Regions from separate parts of the Mus musculus genome. Here region 2 is linked to region 1. A link is a contact called in public HiChIP or PLAC-seq data. All regions are on one chromosome and are shown on one strand. Each heading gives the region's core, a stretch centred on a gene start, on an enhancer-like site or on the middle of the called end of the contact. The rest is flanking DNA. Distances are from core to core; before and after follow the strand shown. Region 1 overlaps Gramd1b (GRAM domain containing 1B). Region 2 overlaps Crtam (cytotoxic and regulatory T cell molecule).

Evidence for each region. HiChIP or PLAC-seq counts read pairs in DNA pulled down with a chosen protein or histone mark.
Region 2: a contact with region 1 is called in a BATF HiChIP or PLAC-seq map of CD8 T cells, with 7 read pairs. The contact joins two enhancer-like sites. A contact is called at or near these places in 1 of 39 promoter capture datasets (cranial neural crest), 3 of 484 Hi-C or Micro-C datasets (cerebellum, cortical neurons and nephron progenitors) and 1 of 115 datasets of contacts at active chromatin or transcription factors (CD8 T cells).

Annotation. Positions count from the first base shown.
Region 1 is chr9:40,422,243-40,425,012 of GRCm38.p6, forward strand. All of the region lies in intron 1 of Gramd1b (GRAM domain containing 1B), which reads right to left. All of the region lies in intron 1 of Gm51668 (a long non-coding RNA gene), which reads left to right. Among named protein-coding and RNA genes, the nearest start is that of Gm51668, 6.6 kb to the left of the region's middle. Within about 2 kb of position 1,444, at least 87 of the 459 cell types and tissues checked have an H3K27ac peak or open chromatin away from gene starts, as enhancers often do. A contact at or near this core is called in CD8 T cells, where this site is marked.
Region 2 is chr9:40,992,988-40,995,757 of GRCm38.p6, forward strand. It overlaps Crtam (cytotoxic and regulatory T cell molecule), which reads right to left. Exons shown (of 10, transcript NM_001281954.1): 2 at 1,458-1,598. Among named protein-coding and RNA genes, the nearest start is that of Crtam, 10 kb to the right of the region's middle. Within about 2 kb of position 1,349, at least 26 of the 459 cell types and tissues checked have an H3K27ac peak or open chromatin away from gene starts, as enhancers often do. A contact at or near this core is called in CD8 T cells, where this site is marked.

The DNA.
Region 1 (2,770 bases), core at 194-2,693:
CTTGGGAAGCAGGGGCAGGAAGAACTCTAGTTTGAGGGTAGCCAGGGCTACACAACAAAACTGTGTCTCAAAAAATATACATGATAATCACTTCACTTCACTGTATCTTCTACTATAACTAATAATCATTTGAAAGTGAAAGGCCCATTTTAATTGTCATTTCTTTCCATTTTAAGTGCCTAACACTGCCGGGTGGTGAAAGGGCACGCTTATCCCACCAGCCCGTTCAGAAAGACTCCTTTTTTTGAGTGCTTTCAAATCAACATAGGTTGGGTACTTGCCTCCTTGTCCCTCCACGTTTTCCTGATACCAGGGTTGAAAGGATCCCACTCAACATTCCAGGGCACAGAAGGGGCCATCTGCGACTGTTGCTTCAAGAACAGAAGCACCAATGCTGAGATCTGGTGGTGCCAATCAGAATGAGACGGAAACAAAGAGGCCATCACAACAACCACCCGCTGCCTCCTACTGCCAACCCTCCGCTGTCCTACACACATGCCAAAGGCATGACCTAGAGCTCCATCATGAAAGGGCAGGAGCTGTGCTTCGTACTTAGCAGGACGTTCATCAGAGGGTGGCAGGGAGGACTGAGGCTCTTCAAGTACACACCAGGAGCAAAACTTGGCAGTAGGCTGAGCCTGCCCACTGTTTGCTCTTCCTATCGAATGGTATGAGTTTCAGATCTCCATGCCAATCACAATACATGCTACTCCAAACACAGAGAATTGGACTATGGCTGAGGAAAGAAGAAATATTCTATTCAATGCCTTGTGCTGTGTTGTTATTATTATTATTTTACAAAGATCAAAGAACTCTTCAGCCACAATAAAATTCTAGACCTCTAGCCGGGCGTGGTGGCCCACACCTTTAATCCCAGCACTTGGGAAGCAGAGGCAGGTGGATTTCTGAGTTTGAGGCCAGCCTGGTCTACAGAGTGAGTTTCAGGACAGCCAGGACTACACAGAGAAACCCTGTTGCAAAAAAAACAAACAAAACAAACAAACAACAAAAAGAATTCTAGACCTCTGATCCCACCAATTAAAAGAATTATACTCACCCCATTGCATTCCTGGGATGGGTTCTGAGAAAGGGGCAAGAGAGTTTGTCTCAGCTCCAATTCCCTTCCGTTGTTCTTAGCTGAAGCAGCACACGGCTTTCCCCCTAGTTTCTACCATCATAGGAGCAGCTTTGGCCTCAGCCACTACTTGGCTTCACAGTGAATCTTAGGCACTCTTGAAAGACTAAATGCAAATTAACCAGGTCACTCAGAAGTGAATCTTTCACTCAGGAAGTAATGCGGTCAACCAAGTCCCTTCTCAGAACCTGGAGTCTTCGAGGATTGGTCAAGACTCTGGACAGCAGGCCTCATAAACCTTGCCCCCACAAGTATCTCTCTACTTCCTGCTGTTAACATCCTGTGCGCCCTCCTGTAGAAAAGCCCTTGCTCATCTCAGCTAGTACGCTCACACAGGAAAGGCTCAAAATGAAAGCAAGTAGAAGCCACAATACGCCACCTCACAACCTTCATTTGAGACAAACACACTGATCCTGAGGTTCCCTAATCTGAAAGAGGAGGTCAAGTTGCTTTTCCATCTGTTTTCTCTCACGGGAGTAGAAGACAACATACAAGCACCGTTTGTCTGCTCCAAACAACACCCTAGCTTCTTGCCAACAAAAATCCTTAAACTGTTTCCACAGCTGCCATGTTTGAAAGACACACACATTACTTGGTTCTAATTAATGTACATACATGTTGTGTTTCTAGTCAATGACACCTAACTACCATGCAGAACTTGAAAACAACATCAATTAACCCTTCCCAACCACCACAGATTGAGAAAATTCAAAGAAATGCAAGATGGGTTGTCTTGTATTGTGGTTTACATATGAAATGTTTCCTGAGGCCCATGTTTTGAACACTTCCTTCCTGGCCATTGTTACTTTTTGGAAAAGTGGATAAGAAACTCGACAGAGGAAGTAGGCTAATACAGGCAGGTATGGGGAGGCTATATGTTCCTGATCACTTCCTGTTGCCTTTTCTGGCTGTATCAATTGGAGACTGTTTGAAAAATCATTTCCTAACTCCTTACTCATGCTGGCTTCTGACCCACCGGGTCCCAAGTATGACCTGAATGGCATATGTTATCGCTTCTTTGGTTTGGTTTTGATTGTTTGGTTTTTGAAGAGGCAAAACTCCGGTTTGCAAATGACTGAGCCCCACTCTATTAAGATAGACTTTTGTCTCTTTTACTCCACTAATAAATGTTCGCAAACCAGACGAGATTCACTGATTTGGATCATTTGCTAATTTCTGTGGTGTAAACACTTTCACCATGGCTGGTTTCTCATGTCACTGAAATTAGCATTGGGAAATGACAAATATAATGAGCTCTCACCAGCTGACATCACTCCACCACAGAACACAAATATGCTCTGAGTGCTTCCTATGACCTTCTAAAGCAGCTTTTCAAAACAAACAAACAAACAAACAAACAAACAGGCCGGGTAGGCATAGTGGCACATTAAAGAATTCTAACAGGCAGAGTCAAGTGGCTCTCTGTGAGTTCAAGGCCAGCCTGGTCTACATAATGAGTTCCAGGACAGCCAGAGCTACATAATGAAACCTTGTTTCCAAAACAAAGCAAAACAACAAACAAACAATGAATAAATAAAGCAAGCAACTCTAGGCATGTCTCTTTCCAGGCTCATATCATCTTTTAAATTATATTTGTATTTATTTGGTGTATGTCACAAAATACTTTTGTGTGGC
Region 2 (2,770 bases), core at 99-2,598, 570 kb after region 1:
GGATTTTGGCAGAGTCCTTCGAGGGATTTGGCCAGTAGTACAAAAAAGCCAGCTCAGACAGCACTAACCCAGCATGGAGGGTTCCTCTTCATCTTATTTGACCAACTGACCTGGGAATTTCACATGAAGTAAAAGATTCCAGGGCAAAGCTCTGGAAACAGTGAGTTTGTTGATTTACCTTTTCATCTGTTAAAGGTGCATAATTTGCACAGCGTAAACAGAGTTAAACCTGGGCTGGGTTAAAGCCTGAGGATGCCTGTGTCTCTAGGGACCTGATGCCTCTTGAGCTAGCACTCCGGGTTTGCAGCCTCATCTTGGCTGACACTGGAACCAAGAGTTCTTTGCTATGGGGCTTCAGCAAGAGGCAGATGCTTAGTGCATGCTTGGTGACTACCTTCCAGATCCCAGAGCCGGCAGGCACCCCACTCCAGATTTGTGACAACTTCAACAATTCTCGGAGACTACCAAATGCCAGGCAGAGGTGTGATGACCCTCACCTGGCAAGTCTTCCACGTGGATCAAGGGGTTTTGCTGAAGAAACCTCAAGATGTCTAACTTCTCATTCTCCCAAAGAGAAACAACAGAAGAAACGTTTTTGAGAGAACGATTCCTACTCAAACTTCACTTCTCTACAACTTTTCTCAGCTCGTGTCTTCTTAGTCTGCCGGACTGTACTATTAACAGCCGGTAAAGCTTGCGACAAACTATTTGACTATTTTCTATCTACTGCATCAATTAAACAGTATCGACAAAGCATATCTATAGGGGAGGGGCTCTGTGAACATAAACGGGCTTGAATGGTTCTTGTTTTCTCAAATACTTGACATCTAGGGGTTTTAGAGATATCTAGTGGCCTCATTATGAAAGAGTCTTTGGTAAATTCCTGTCCATGGTCTAAGCGATGTGTGAAGTTTGTCCCTCTCTCTCTATCTTAAGCATGCACCGTACACTTCATATGTGGCCCGAGAAAGTGACTGCTGAACATCCTGTCAATGGCCACTGCCCAGAAATCTTGGTCTGAAGTCCTGCAGGGGAAGAGGAGGCGCTCACTAATGTGACTTCTTTGCAGCTGGTTCTGGACAGGAGGGGATGTGTCAGAGCCACCAGGAAGTCCACCGAGGCGGCCTGCTGCCTGCCTATGGCTTTGCTGTGGGTGTTTCCTGGTCACTGAGAGTCAAAAAGTGATGTGGGGGTGGGATGTTGGCGTGGAAAGGTGCTTTGTAATGTGAGCCCCCTTTAGTAACCTTTCTAATGGGGTTTCCATTTCAGACTTCCTGTCTCCCCCAAAGCAGCCCTGTGTCACATAACAGGCCTCTGAGGTGTGAGTCACGTGTAACAGTGGGTGGTCTGTGCCCACTTTTTGGGTGACTCATGTGAGCCTTCCGTCCCACTAACCTGCCCCAGTTGGAAATCCCTTAGGTTGAGGCTTGTCATTTTCTCCCCACAACCCCACTTACCAGGATGCTGGTTTAAAAAAATGGTGAACCCAGAGGGAGCCAGCCACTGGAGAGAGACGTTTTTTGTCTGAGAAGTAACACACGTTAGAGTGAGCGTTTGGCCTTCCTCTACCGTGACGGTCTCCATTTTCAGAAAGGCTGCTGCGGAGGGAGAGATGGGGGAAGGTCAGGCAGGGCGCATGCGCGTGTGTGGTAGGGCGTAAGAAGACCAGCCCAGACACTCCGTTCTCTGCCAAGCGAGCCCCATGATTGAACCCAGGTTGTCAAACCTGGTAGCAAGTTGCCCTGGCAGCAAAAGCCATCACCTGGCCCCAAAGAAGAGATCTGTTGCTCAGTTTACAGATGAGTGACCCCATCTGGCTCAAGGTCACAGAAGCCACGGGACTGGAATCAAGGTGTAGACTTCAGTGCACGCCTCTGTATCGACATAGACCTATCATAGTGATGAACGCCCTGAACACAGCACTCATGGCCTCAGTTTATAAAATGGGTGATTTACAAGTTCAAGTATTACATGGCCTATCTACAAGCCTCTCTCTCTCTCTCTCTCTCTCTCTCTCTCTCTCTCTCTCTCTCTCTCTCTCTCTCTCTCTCTCTCTCTGTGTGTGTGTGTATGTGTGTGTGTGTGTGTGTGTGTGTGTGTGTGTGTGTGTGTGTGTGAGTTGAGGGGGTAGTGGATTGGAGTTCCTGATATTGTTGAGTTAGGTAAAGTGCTCTCTAGCCCTGGGTTGAATCACCACTACCACCACCACTACACACACACACACACACACACACACCAGTAATCCATGGGGCTTTGGTAACTTTTGGGGCCTGTTGGCCACTGGAGTAGATAAATCCACCCACATAGCTTCTACCACTGAGGGATTACTCTAGCAAATGTAGGAGTCCAATTTCTCCGAATCACACCGTGCCCCCAGAGAATGATGAATTGACTCAGAGCAGTGACAAATTTATTGTCCCAGAAAGAAAATAAAGGAAGAGTAAACTTACTTTTTTTTTTCCTTTCTGAATTGGCACATTTATCAGCACTGCTTCACATTTTAAACAAAATTGTTTTTCTTTGGCATAATATAATTCTTACCCAGGATGGTGTAAAAACTATCAACCAGAAGAACGCTATACTTATAAATTATGAACAGCAAATGGTTTATAGACCTATCTTCAACCTAAAAATGAAAAAAGGAAGGAAGTTTATTTCCTTTTGATATACACGCTGTGAGAAGGATCGTCTTCTTTTTTCTCCCAATGTCTCATGTCACCCAGACTGGCCTTGAACTCACTATACAGCCCATGCTGGATCTGAGCTCCTG